Regions from separate parts of the Drosophila melanogaster genome. Here region 2 is linked to region 1. Evidence: chromatin contacts called from public Hi-C data. All regions are on one chromosome and are shown on one strand. The core of a region is the stretch at or near the end of the contact, and the rest is flanking DNA. Distances in the headings are between cores, read along the strand shown.

Region 1 (7,650 bases), core at 4,794-7,293:
AAGTAGGACCCACCCATCTACTTGGGATTACTTTCTAAGACTTTGCTGCCGTAGAAATATGTGTGCTTTATACGCTTTGTAGCTCCCAACTAAAGTTGCTCGCATTGATACATCCCATAATTACCATACTTACCCAGAAACTGCTTTCTAACCCATTTGTGCTGTCCCATTCGAAAAACGATCCAATGTTCTGTACCTGCCTAATGAAACTTACAATCTTTGCAGATGTTCTTCGAGGACAACATCGACCATGCGAAGTACTCCGGACACCTGTACGGCCTGGGTACCTCCTTCATCGTCAATGGCACCAACTTCCACGACAGCAACGGTGAGACGAACAGCGCTTCATGATTCGTACTGATGGGGAACGTGGTCGTGCACGACAGGAAGTTCGAGCAGGAGGAATCACCGGGTCCGTCGGCATCTGTGCAGGCCACACCACCTGGCCAACTGATCCTAGCCGTAACAACACCATTGCAGTAATCTGTGGACAGTCGACACAGATCGTTCCCATTTGTGAACAATTATACCCCGTTGGCCATAAAGCTAACTTCTTGATGTTTCCCACGCAAGTTCAGATGAATAGGCAACCGTTCAATACGAAAACATGGCATAAACTAATTGTAAATCGCATAGAAATGAAAAACCGGCAAAACTAAAATAGATTCAATTTCAAGTTCTGCATGTCTTAAATGTGTTACGAATACAAAACTAAGGTATGTAAAATTAAGCTAAAACTGTAAGCCAATGAGCGAAACAGAGAATATTGTGTATTTGTAAAAAGAGCAAAAAAACAATATATTTAAAACTTTTTAATTTAGTGTACATTTCGAAAACGTGTTTTTATTTGAAGTATGAATACGAATCGAGATGTTTGGTTTAGTAGAAAAAAGATGGCGAAAACCTGTAGAAAAAAATATCAAATATCAAATATCAAATCAAGAGAAACCAAGAATCCCAATATCTACAGATGAAAACAAAATTTTCAAGGGTTAAAAATCAATAGTGGGTTAATGAACATATAAAAGGTATTTTTAAAATATAACGGAAATACGCCGAAGTAGCAATAGTCGGATTTTTGTGAAACTGTGGTGCGGTCACACCGAGCCTAGTCCTTATGTTTTGTTTATGGAAAATATCTTTTAGTTTTTGAGTATTAAAAGCCAAATCGATGGCAACTGTGGCTGAATGCAATCACAGCGTCCTCGACCTGGTAACCAAAATGGCCACAATGCTGGTGGCCGATGAGATGAAGCCAAAAAAACAAACAGCTGTGCTGGTGGCCAAAAAGCGCTCCAAAATCTATGAATCGCTGCTTCACAGTGAAACGATGTCGTCCCAGGACAAGCTGGAGATGCTCCACCAGGTGACCAGCGAGGTGGCAAAGAACCCAGACCGGATGGACATGCTGCTCAGGTTCCAAAATCTGCTAGAAGGACAGGATAAGGAAGAATCGGAGATTACACAGGACCAGGATGAGGAAAACCAGTCCGAAGTGGTGATCAAACGTATCAAGGCAGGTCCACTGCAGCTGATTGAAACCATAGAGATTGTGGAGGAGGCACTTCATCCAAAGGCCTTTCCCGACATCAATCAAATGAATCGCGCCCTGAAACCCCTGCAACTACAGCCATACTCCGATATTCTTACAACGAGTAACCTGAATATAAATTTTCCGCCAGAAAAGCTAATTCCGAAGATCATACCATCTACTGTAATTCGCATGGGATTATCAGAGTCCATTACACGCATGAGGAACGAAATGGAAAAACCAATGCATCCACCACCCCGATTGCCAGTGCTCGCGAAAAAAGTCGTAGCTCCATTAGAGGATGAACGACCTTTTGTGGCCCAGCCTGGACCGGAGAAGCACTTCGTTTCGGATAAATTGTTGACCAACGAACTTAAGATCCTCCGGAACAAGAACCTGGTTCTCAACTACCTAGATGAAGCAACCCTAATCGATCACCTAAAGAAAGCAGCGTGTGGTATTGAATCTTTAACGTTTCCCATCTCGTCGGCAGATAAGTTGGAGTTGCGAGTGAGGCCCAACACAACTTTGCCAACTATGCTGCCGGAGGTGCTGGCGGATTTTGCAAATCACTTCATTCGTGCCGGCTGCGCCTTCCTGCGTTTGAGTTCCCGCACCAAATGGAACAATATCGCCGAAATGCGGCTGGAAAGGCCTCTAAATCGAGTGAGATTGAATACCTTATTTCCAGTAGTGATATATTCAACAATCCCATGCTTTCTTATAGGCCATGCGAGAGACGATTATGGACTATCTAAGCACCACTCGGCAGTTTTTGCTCTCTTTGCAAGCCGATAGCCTTTTCCAGCTGCTAAACAACACCTCCACAGCGATTCAGTTACTCTGCCAACTAGATAGGATGTTCGAAAATGAACCAAGATGTAAGAATGCCGCGACGCGAAATTATTTCAGAATTAATCTCTTTTATATACATTAATGCAGTAAACCTGAACACTGGGATAACTGGCTCCTTCCTGTTGAGCTCCATCTGGCTGGCCATCGACACCTGCGGAAACAAAGACTTCCTGCACCTGCTCATCTATTTCTTGCGCTGCATATCCCGTAATTATTTTATTCAGCTACAGAGATGGATCTACCATGGTGAACTAGACGAGTCGGTCAACGAGATTTTCATCAGCCGCTGTCTGAACACTTCACCGTCTTTTACAAACCAGTGCAGCAAAGAGTTCTTTGACAAAAGCTATCAAGTGGACAACGAGGCGATTCCTGAATTTTTAGTCGGTTGCGAAGAGGAAATTCTTCAATGTGGCAAATACAACCTGGTGCTAAGGGCATATAACGCTCAGGTATGCAGAAGATTATTCAAAACTAGAATCCATATATAATGATTTATTCTTTTTTTAGCACCCCGTTTTTGACGTGCAGTACCCGGATATTGTGGTTTGCCTAACGGAGCAACAACTCAAAAATATGCGCCGCAACCTGGCCGATAAGTATGCCATCATCTATAAACGTTTCGGATGGTGCAGCATGCAAAGCATTTTCGAGGACCGCATGGCGACAAAGCGTGTATTTGCCAATCTAATGGTGAAGCGAACGCAGGCCCATCTGGACGCGTGGGCGCAGAAGCAGCGTGAACTCCAAATAAAAGCGAATGCCCAGAAAAAACTCCAGAACGATCAGTTAAACGCAGAGCAGGAACGTATCCAGCAAAATCACTTAGAGAAGCGGCGTCAGGACATTGTTAATGAACTTGCATTTCAGCGGGAATGCGAACGGATGGAGGATAAGCTCCTGGAGCGGGAAAAGCAAGAGCTGCAAAAGAAAGTGGTGCAGCTAGCAGCTGTCCTGTCGTCCAGTCCTGACCGAAGCACAGTCAGCGATCTCAGTTTTGCATCCTGCATTGAGGAACCAGATTGTCTAGCAGAATCATCTTCTGATAAAGATGATGCAAATACAGAAAATTCAGAGGATGAGGCAACAAAACAGTTGGATAAGACTTTAAATGTTCCATTGGAACAGCCCGAAGCTGAATATCAAGCGGATGTAGATGTGGACCAACCACGTGGCAAAGAGTGTTCACTTCCCAATGTGTTTCAGTATCAACGGAGTCACTCGGACGTGATAAATTCTAACGAGCATCCAACAACCCAAGCAGAGTTCAATCGAAACCGCCAGCATGGTCTCTCCTCCGACCAGTTTCAACAGTGTCATGCCACGGTACATCTACAAGAGTCCGACTTACTTAAAACCGCTGCCAGCACGAGTTCAGGATTGCACGCAGAAATTCCTCAAGATATTAATGCTAATCTCAATTGCCCGGACACGAAAGAGCTGACCGAACTACAGCGAAACCGCAAGCGCAACGAGCATCATGACGGCTTCTTCAGTTTTAACTCTACCGAAGATGAGCACACCCATCGATTGCGTTCCCTATTGAACTCAAATACTGAACGTGGCAGAAATCGACTTCGGGTTATGGAGACCGAGTTCGGTCTAGGTTATAAGAACACGGATATAGAAACAAAGGCCACGCCCTGTTTGCCTCTCGAAATCGACAAGCTTCACGTCGAAATTCCCCTGGCGGTGCTAACTCCAATGTCCACCACTTCCGATGTGGATTTCGGTGATCCGTCGCCACGGGAACTACCAGAAATAGCTGACACTGCTAATAATAACAATGTTAGTGGGAGCATTGAAAGTTTGTCTCCGGAGTTGCCAAAGCCCGTTCTTGCAATTGCTAAACCAACTAGCTTATTGCCGAAACTGGATTTTGGAATGAAAGATGAAAGGGAGACGGAACAGGACAGAGATAAAGTTAGCACTTTGCCCGAGGCTTGCAATCCGTTTATGGCCCGCCGCTGCCTGCAGCTCTCCGTAATGGCGCCCCTTAACGCATACTACGGACTGCTCCGAAATGAAGTGCTGAGAATATTCCAGGAGCAGCGTATCTACGAGCATTTCCGCAAGCTCAGAAACTACTTTTTCCTGGTGGACGGTCAATTTGGAGCTACACTCACGAACGAAATTCTAGGAAGAATAAGGGCGGGCGTTGGGCCACGAAGTCTCAGCCAGAAGGGCATCCTTGACACCATTTTAACCAATGCGCTGGCGGCTTGTTCGGCGGATGAAACGACGGTATCGGAGAACCTTACCCTCAATTGTACCACCATCCCGGATACGCTCAACTTCCTGTCCGTGGAAGCCACTTCTATGCTAAAGCTGAACTGCAAGATTGATTGGCCTTTAAACATGGTGATCAGCTCGGAGACGATTTCAAAATATGGCCAGATCTTCGGGTATCTGCTGAAGCTTCGTCACGTTAGTTTCGTGCTGGATGGAACCTACGAGTATCTGCAGCAAATGGGCAAGCTTCTGGGACCGGAACTTCGGACATGTACTCATTTCCGACACATGCAGATGATGCGCCACAAGATGTCGCACTTCATGACCTCGTTTCAAACGCATCTGGTGGCCAAGGCCCTGTTGTCCACCTGGAAGAGCTTCAAGGAGGAGTTGTGCACAGCCGATTCCATTGAGGCGTTGTACAAGCAGCATGTTGCCTACTTAAAGCGGGTAGCCTTCCTAGCACTGCTAAATCGACGCAGTGCGAAAGTAAAGGAAACCATTGATAATATCCTAGTGATTATACTACGCTTTTGCAAGTGAGTTTACGTCTTAAATAGTCTGCTGATTCATTTTATTCTTTAATTTAAATGTTTTTCAGAGTCATTCAGTCGCAGTCCTTTATTGTGGATCAAGATAATTACTTTGTGCACCCCCGCTTCAAACGTCTGCAGCAGGAAGAGGCTGAGTTCGAGAAATTCTTGCAGTATCTCATCTATTTGGGCAACAAGGCGGCCGCTTCTGGTTACCAGGAGGAAATCGGTGACCTGATTTGTATTATTAACTTTAACCACTATTACAAGGTATCTGGGAACCATACTGGTTCCTCAATGGAGGACAAAAAGTGCTAGCCAATAATTGTTAGATAGGGAATTTATCTTGCCATTAAGCTGAGCTTAGAACATTTTAAAAAATATTTATGCATGCATGGCGTCTCCTAAATGTAAAGCTTCGGTGAAGAAAATCAGCTTTAAAGGCATTTATTTCTTAGTACTATTTCTTTAGTTTCGGTTAACAGTTTTGTTGTGTTGTAAGTTAATATTAATTTTCAAATAACCGGCTCAAATTAAAAGAAAATAATTTAATTAGTAACATCTAATAGTGTTTTAATTGAACTCGTATTAAATGCCGAAAAAACTGTTTTGAATATTTATCCATATCATTAATAGATTTCTGTTTAATATTTAAGAAAAACTTTTAAAAGAGACAATTGTCTCTAAAGTAGAATGTACGTATTAAATATTGTAATGAAACCAATGTCGACATGATTTCTTGAAACTGTTGATTCGAATTTATAAATAAATGTGCTTATTTATGTATGTCTTACCATATTTAATATTTAATATTTAATATTTAATTCAAACGTATGTAAGGTATCGCTTCCCTATCATCTCTAAGTGACTGTGCGCGTACGATGTATCGGTATTCGCTCCATCCCTGGTCATGAGTCACTTCGTGTAGAATAATTCAGTTTTATTTTTAGTTTATAAAAGCGCTGCACGCGATCAAGAATTTTATATTTTTAAGTAATTTATTTCATCGAACTATAATCAAAAAACATGCAGGTAAGATGGACTGTTATAAGCAAATTATATTTATTATCCGAACAATAAGGTTTTTCCATTTCGATAAATGGTAATGGTGGGTGTGTTTTGGTGCATCCAAAAATAAACCCCATATTTGGTATTGAAAATCATGAATGAAATGAAACTCACGTGGCCTTGTTGTCCATAGGACCCAAACGAAGATACCGAGTGGAATGATGTGCTCCGAGCCAAGGGAATAATTGGGCCCAAGGCGAAGGAGGCGGAGATCACAGAGGATCAGATCCAGAAGCTGATGGACGATGCCATCCAGCGGCGCACAGATCTGCCACTGAATGAAGGCCAGCGCGACAAGAAGATCGACGACATGTCGCTGGACGAACTCGACGAACTGGAGGATTCCGAGGACGAGGCTGTTCTAGAGCAGTATCGCCAGCGACGCATCGCCGAGATGAGGGCCACCGCTGAAAAGGCGCGATTTGGATCAGTGCGCGAGATCTCAGGACAGGATTATGTCAACGAGGTAACCAAGGCCGGCGAGGGCATCTGGGTGGTACTCCACCTGTATGCCAACGGCGTACCGCTGTGCGCACTGATCCACCATCACATGCAGCAGCTGGCCGTCCGCTTTCCACAGACCAAGTTCGTGCGCTCCGTTGCCACCACCTGCATACCAAACTTCCCCGAGAAGAACCTGCCCACCATCTTTATCTACCACGAGGGTGCGCTGCGCAAGCAGTACATAGGCCCACTGGAGCTGCGCGGCGACAAGTTGACCGCTGAGGAGCTGGAGTTTATGCTGGGTCAGGCGGGAGCAGTGCCCACCGAGATCACGGAGGATCCACGGCCGCAGATCAGGGACAAGATGCTTGCCGATCTCGAAGACAAAAGCTCGGACTTCTACTGAGTCATAGCCAAAGCATAGCCCTCATCCAACTTTAAGTTCAGTGGGGTGGGTAAATATTTTTAGGATGAATCATCAAGTAAAGCCCAATCCAAAACCGGCAAGCGGATCTTTTTTTGCGGATTCACTTAACTAACAAATCAAACATTTAAACGCAGTTTGAAACGTAAACATCCGCCGTTGAGAGCGAACGTTATTGATTTATATATTAACCAGTCCTCAGGAATTTCCCTTGCACGTTTTCATTTCATTGTTTTTTGGCATTTATGTACCCTCATAAATAAATTGTTTACTTTTCTACAGAAAGTCACTATTTATGATTTTGTTTGGTGCTGGTAGCCGTTGCTTTTGCCACGCTTTTTGGTTTACCCCGAAAAATGTTCGGATCAATGATATTGTACGGATGCTCGCAAGCGGGATTCAGTACTCGTCCACGTCGTGGCTCGTGCTCCTCGAGAAGATGAGGTGCTAGCAAAAGAAACAGCTGCTCTGTCCAAGAGGGCAGGCCACAGGTGGAGAAGCACAGCTCCCAGTACGGCAGTCCCAAGTGCGCGATGGCCATCCGAAGGTATTCACTAAAGGTG
Region 2 (6,833 bases), core at 2,132-4,631, 130 kb before region 1:
ACCATTTTTTATTTATTTATTCTTGAAAGCATTGTTACCCGTTGTGCGTTAAGCAAACCCATAACTCTAAGTTACTCGATTTAAAGATCATTAAAAACGTAAACCTATACCAATAACCACACCACCACTTTGTCCCATTTATGCATCATCCGAAATCGAGAACCATAGCCATCGGGCGAAAAGAAATGAAAGCAAAGCAGAGCAAACAAACAGAAGAACGAAATCATGTAAATCACAGCAAACAAACATACAAAAAAAAACTGTAAAAGATGCAAAAATATACAACAAACGCAAGATGGCAACAAAGGAAAGTAAAAAAAAAAACTTTAAAAACGTATTGGAAAAAATAAAAAAATTGAAAAACACTTTTTGGTATTGTTTATTTGTGTAAATTCTAAACTAAAGTGTAGTTTATAAATGTTTACTTAAATCGCTATCGAATATATTATTTTATATATTTATTCTAATTTTTATTATTTATTTATTGGGGATCTACGTTAAGTGAGCAAATCATTGAGTCTGCAATATAAATAAATTCTTAAGCTAATTTACATATGCGGTATTGGCATGGTGAGGTGCTACAGGTTTGTGGTCAAGGATGTGACCGTGGAAATGCTCAGTCGCTCCAGACGACCCAAGACCAGTAGTTCATCTATGGAGCGCTTGGCGTAGAACTTTTGGTCCTCGTTCAGCCGCAGGAAGGCGTGAGCCCAGGCTTTGGCATAGGATTCCGCTTCGGAAATGGCATTGGCATCGAACTGGGCGACACTTTCCGTTGGCTTGGGTTCGATTGCCTCACCGCCAGCATCGGATGTAGTATGTTGGATGTCACATAGGTCCAGCTCGATGGGCACCTGATCTTCCGCCTCCACAATCTCAATCTCGTCTTCCGGCTCCTCTGGTTCAGTCGACAAGTTCTCCTCGGAGAAGAGCTTCAGCAGGGGTCTGGAGTGGGAGGATTCCAATTCACGTTTTGATTTCAGCTGCAGGATAATCTAAATTATGTAGTTTCAGCTTGACTTGTATGGGTATAAAAGTGCAGTACTTACAGTCTGCTCCTCCTCCAAAGAAGCCTCAATCTCATCATCCAGATCGCTGTACTGGGTCTCCGGATCCATGGTGACCTCATAGAACTGCTCACACTGCGTAGAATAGGATGTCGGCCGCCTGGTCTTCGGTTTCTGGACGCGCGGCGACGGTTGGCTAGCTGGTGGCGCGGGATCATGGTCGTAGGAGTGACTGCCGTCGGTGAGATGGCCGTTCTGCTTGATATACCGTACGTGGCACTTGTGGATGCGCAGATTGGAGGTGGTGCCGCCGGTGCTCTGCATCACACGCTTGCAGCCCATGCAGAAGTATCGCCATTTCAACTTGGTGCCGTCCGGACGAGCGATTTCCCGGTAGACGTTCCAAACGGAACTGCGCTTGTTCTTCTTCACCAGCCGATATTCACCGGAGTTGATCTTCATAAGGATGTCCAGCTGCGCCTCCATGCACTTCTCCTCCTCGGGGGCGTGTATGAAAAACATATTTCGCCTCGCAATCCTTATGGTCATAGTAAAAAAAATTAAAAACACAGAGCTCCGAACCAGGTGGCATCACCGGTGAGTTGGTTGCGATGTTCGATTACAATCGATATCGACATTCTATGTAATACCATGTATCGAATTTAATTTAATAGGAAAAGAAAAAATATTAACCACACAATTAAAAAAATAAAATACATATAATGTCATCTACAACAAATATTCTAAAACCAATCAAATTAATAGTTATTTCACTACTTTTCGTTTCAAATTTCAGATATACATGGTTTATATATAAATAAATTATATAAACGGCGAAGATATTACGACTTCATTTTATTAAATCTTAAACATATCTGCTGAATTGTAATAAAACGCAATGAATCACAAATCATTTTATACTTATTCGTATTTGAAATAAAAAATTGAGTGACTGCCGAAATGAGATATTTAAACTTTCTGTTACATGATTTTTTTAAAAATTCGTTGAATGTGATGCCTTTTAAGTTTACGTTAATAACGGTGGAAATGAACTTTATTGTGCAATCACTCAAATCGCGAACAGGTATTTATGCATGTGCGCCGCCTTTGGGATTAGATAGAAGATCCATGAAGTCCTTATGAAACGACGACATCTCTCGCACGAAAAATTTCATCAGTTTGCATTTTTTCCTCTCTATGACCAGCTTTTCCTCCTCTATTTCCATAATTCTGGCAGCTCTTTGACGCTTAGCAATTTTCATGTCCTCGGTCTTGGAATTCTGTTGATCGAGCTCGTCTTCATAGTTTTCCTGGGAATGAACTGTGGACGACTCTTCGATTTCCCTGATTATGTTATCCTTCAGAATACGCAGTTCATCCACGTCTTCTTGTGCTTCATCCGCATATTCGTTCATATCGAAGCTATCCCCTTCTCCAGGGTGTACTTTTTGGGACCTTAAGTAGTTCCTATCTATCAATGGTTCGTCAAGTTGACTGCCAAATGAATTGTGTTCGCTGGTCGTATTGGGTGCACTTCCAGACTTATCCAGAGGCATATTGTCAATTATGTTACGATCGGAACTAAATATCATCTTCATGGTCTCGAAGTATTCCCACTGGGATTTGTGTCCAGTTGTCTTTTCCATGTGCGATTCTCGCCTGAAATAAATTGTAATATTAGATAAGGAATATGCTTAAATAAGTATATTCACTTATTACCGATACTGTTGGCCCATGTCATCAATTTTGTTCTTTATCTCCGTGAACGTGAAACCCAGTGACTTCATCTCGCCCGTCATTTTCCAGATAACCTGGACCCGCTTGCGTGAGTCTCGCAAATCGACGCAGTGCCTTGCCCAAAGCTCGAGCAGCAGTTCGACCGCGTGGAATGACCACTCGGACGGCTGAAAGGAGTTCCAGCTCAGGCGGCGCTCCAACGAATCCTGCAAGTGAGACATGGTAATTTGGACTACTATTGACTTCTAATGGCGTCGTTGTACGTACGTCTAGTTTAGGGGGATGGATTTCCGCGATCCCCTCCTCGCACAGTTCCTCGGTACGCAGGTAGTCCACATGGCACTTGTGGGTGCGCAGATTGGACGTGTTGAAGGATCGCATGACGCGCTTGCAGCCCGTGCAGAAGTAGAGTCCATTGATTATGGCACCATCGGTGCGCACGATTTCCCGATACACCTTCCACACGGAGCCGCGCTGCTTGCGTCGTAGTAGCCGGTACTCGCCGCGGAGCACCTTCGCCGAGATCACCTGGTTGGATTCGAATTTTGATACGTCCTGCATCGTGCGGGCCTCAATCATGTCGTCCTTACGCTCGAAAAGTATAAACAAAATGTGCCTAGAGATGGGCAGCAGCTCGATATCGATTTTTCTAGAAATGGTCGGTATTGGCTTCATATATCTATCGATAGTTCTATGATATCGATTTAAATTATATCTAAAATACAAATAAAAAAACATTTTACGAATTGAGAAACTAAATGTAACAAATACGATTTAAAACAAATTTATAATATTAAAGTAAAGTAAGTAATTAAAGTTTTGCTAAAAAAAGTAAAATATAATTTCATTGCATTTATTTTTACTTAAGAAACTAATTTGTAAGATCATAACAATGCAAAATCTAGCTTTTTACAATATATATATATATATTTAGATTAATTTGAAGTTGAAGCAATATTACATTAAATATTCACTGTTTTAGTTGTATATTTTGCTGAAAAAGTAACACCACGCTACTTCTACGTATAACACTTAATATTTACACTACTGATTGTTATGCTTAAGCAAATAAACAATATCTTTGTGAAATGCGTTTAGCTCCAGCAGTGCATCCTTCATAACCTGCAGCTTTTCTCGCTCGATCGCCAGTTTTTCCTCCTCTATTTCAAGGAGTCTGTCCGAATGGTTGTTCGATGCTTTCCGTTTTGTCTGACATTTTGAAATTGGCGATGGGGAGAGATCCTTCATGTGGTCATCATCCTCCTCCTCCTCCTCCTCCTCCTCGTCTTCTTCCGGGATTTCCGGAATACTGGGAGAGGGAGTTCGCGTTCTTTTCATGGCTTTGCTAGCAACCATATCACTTTCGAATACGTTCCCATCGTCCCCGGCCATAGGCTCGTCTTTTAATGAAGACAATTCCTCAGGCTCATAATCCTCATCGCTGAACAAAGCTTGAGCTGTAAAATTAGCGTATTTTTAAGACATAATGACATAACTAGCATTTATTGCACTACGACTTTACCTGGATTTTCGGCGGTAATATCTTCGAAGACATCAACTGATTTCGTGCCAATCAGAAGTGCTTGAAGCTTATGAAAGTGCTCCCACTTGGATGGCACTCCAGTTTCCCGAACTCTCTCAGCTTCTATTCTGTAAATACCAATATAAAAGTTAATATACTATAAAAATAAAAACTTTTGGTATGCAAAATATAAGAGCGCACCTATACTTTCGCGACAAATTGTCCATTTTGGTTTTAAGCTCCGTGTGGCTGGGCCCAAACTGACTCATCTCCCTAGCCATTTGCCGGTAGATGATCACATTCTTGGACTCTCCACGAAAATCCTTCAAATGCTGTGCCCACAGTTGCAGCAACATCTTCTCCGCATCCTTTTTCCAAACGTGTCGCTCCGTTTTCGTATAGTAGTCCTCAAACTTTTCCTCCTTGCCAACATTCTTGGGCAATGGCGAGATGCCATTGGCTCGGATCGCTGGCTCAACGACCATTTTCTGTGCAACGTTTATCTTGGCGGTTCGCTGTGGTCCCGTCGGTGATCCTTCATCGCTCAACAGGGCTTGGAGTGAGCTCTTCATGCGCGGTCCTGGCTTACGACGTTCTGGTGTTATATTCTAGAAGAGTTAGTTGGTTTAGAAGCATGGTTACTGAGTGATTAATTAGAATTTTAGTATGTTCGCTAGTGGTCCATGTTGGACTATGTAACTGAAGTGGACTTTCATACAGAAATTAGGTCAAATTTGATATCCTATCACATGTTTTAACGAATCTCGCTTTGTAGTGCCAAAACACATTATGAAAAGGTAAACAGGTCTATTGCCACCCATGTGGGATAGGTAAACAAGATATTTGGTGTGTGGCTGTACTCGGTAAAACCGGGTAAGTACCCCAACAACCCATGTGGGGCGATGGACTCACTTCCTCCGGCTGCAAATCCTCCGCCAGGAAGACGGTCTCGTAGAACTTCTCGTACTCCGATTTTGGCGGGAATGACAGCTGCGACTGAGTTTTCTTTTCGGCGGCAGCAAGACTGCGATTGCGACTGTTTAGGGCGATTCGCTTGCTCTTCGGGCCGATCAGTGAATTCCTTGTACTTCGGTGAACCTCCTTGGCGCCGGCGGCATCGTCAATATTTCTGGACGGCATTACGTTGCGGTCTTTTGTGTCCAGCGCTAGATAGCGTGAATTGTTGTGTTTTTATTTTGATAATTGGTGGAAAAATATCTTTTGTAATTCCTGTTCCTGTTGTCCTAGAGATGCAACAAGAGTCGATAGATGTGCAGTAATATCGATTGTTGCAGTTAGTGAAGTTTTTGAACACTGTTTATTGGTTTGGCTTATCGATAATTTAACATTAATACGCAGCCCTGGTTAAAATGGCGGGCAATTTAAAAGTTTTTATTAGTTAAGACTTCAAATGTTCGTAATTTGGATATTGTTAAAGTAAACGTTATCAGTAAATCAAACGCGATTTAAGTTAAATGTATCAAAGTCCTCTTGTTTGGCTTATAGCTCAATAATAAAACTAAGTGTTCCAACAAAAATATCTCTCTTCAATACATATTTTCTTGCATCAATTATTTTATTTACTTTACCAATTCAAATGAAGTGCATTTCATTTGCTTTAGCATTTATATTTGTTAGGCACTGCCTCCTAATACAATAAAGATCATTTAATTGAAATGAATTGATGTAAGGACAATTACCACAGATGTCATTCTATGTGGATTTCGCACGCACTTTTAGCTAATCAAGATGGGTCAGCAGGCATTTGCCGCAGCAAATGTATCTGCATCTGCGAACAGCATCTGCATCTGCATCTGTATCTGGAAAAAGCACAAGGCACAACGGACGACGGCAATCAGCGACAATTGCCCAAAGATTGCGACTAATGGTTATAGTTGGACCGACGCACGTCGTCGCATCAGACAGAAGGTGCCTGTGGGAGACTTGCAACCGGTTTCGAATGATTCTCTTGTCTTCCGACTCTTGCCGTTCTCACATGGAGAAAAAGTGAACAAATCCGGCCAACAATAGGGTTACAATATCAGTCTGTCCATATATTAATATGTTACATTCTTTAAAACAATACAATTCATTTGGGAAAAAATTCAGACATTGTTTCACAGATTAATACATTGAAAACTGCTCCATTTAATTTGTAATTCTCAGTGTAGTCTCCTGGCTCCTGCATTTCGGCCGGCTGCAAAAGTTTGTGGCTCGTGCTCGGTGATTGCCAGCTGCTTGTGGCCAAAACTTATGGTTTAGCATTTAACCTGTCACTTAATCGAAAAAGCTGCTCTCTGCCATCGAGAAGTCTTTTTATTTTTTAATGACTTTTGGCTCGTGCCGCAGCAGCAGCAGCTGTTAGATGGCCCAGATAAGAAGGAATATCAGGGCTATATTGAATGCACTTTAAAGGTAGAACAATTTCATTTACTTGAAGAAGTTAAATATCTTAGCCGATATAGTTATAATAAGTATCATATATGTTAAGCATCTTTATATATCGCATTAATGCAAAACTCTTAATTTTACGATCTGGAAATGTGTAAAAATTTTTTTCATAGGAA

The links. Hi-C and Micro-C count contacts between places; a contact is called where the count stands out from the background.
Region 2: a contact with region 1 is called in a Hi-C map of the Kc167 cell line, with 4 times the contacts expected there. The contact joins the promoter of ssp here to the promoter of viaf in region 1. A contact is called at or near these places in 22 of 107 Hi-C or Micro-C datasets (the Clone 8 cell line, the D17-c3 cell line, the Kc167 cell line and 9 more) and 3 of 6 datasets of contacts at active chromatin or transcription factors (all in the Kc167 cell line).

Annotation. Positions count from the first base shown.
Region 1 is chr3L:11,991,572-11,999,221 of dm6, reverse strand. viaf (viral IAP-associated factor) reads left to right here and starts at 6,043. Exons shown (of 2, transcript NM_079308.2): 1 at 6,043-6,183; 2 at 6,353-7,369. The coding sequence starts at 6,178. The coding sequence ends at 7,069. CG6931 reads right to left here. Exons shown (of 4, transcript NM_140279.3): 4 at 7,222-7,650. The coding sequence ends at 7,377. Grip163 reads left to right here and starts at 1,084. Exons shown (of 5, transcript NM_140280.3): 1 at 1,084-2,197; 2 at 2,259-2,412; 3 at 2,474-2,838; 4 at 2,897-5,157; 5 at 5,220-5,948. The coding sequence starts at 1,172. The coding sequence ends at 5,469. Pop2 (Pop2,) reads left to right here. Exons shown (of 5, transcript NM_168485.2): 5 at 226-824. The coding sequence ends at 351.
Region 2 is chr3L:12,114,805-12,121,637 of dm6, reverse strand. It overlaps ssp (sunspot), which reads right to left and starts at 3,381. Exons shown (of 3, transcript NM_140289.3): 1 at 3,012-3,381; 2 at 2,727-2,950; 3 at 1,849-2,666. The coding sequence starts at 3,323. The coding sequence ends at 2,096. vers (versatile) reads right to left here and starts at 5,537. Exons shown (of 4, transcript NM_140288.3): 1 at 5,179-5,537; 2 at 4,468-4,874; 3 at 4,267-4,394; 4 at 3,583-4,201. The coding sequence starts at 5,406. The coding sequence ends at 3,789. CG11560 reads right to left here and starts at 1,619. Exons shown (of 2, transcript NM_140290.3): 1 at 1,050-1,619; 2 at 453-983. The coding sequence starts at 1,556. The coding sequence ends at 579. yps (ypsilon schachtel) reads left to right here. Exons shown (of 3, transcript NM_001259801.2): 3 at 1-364.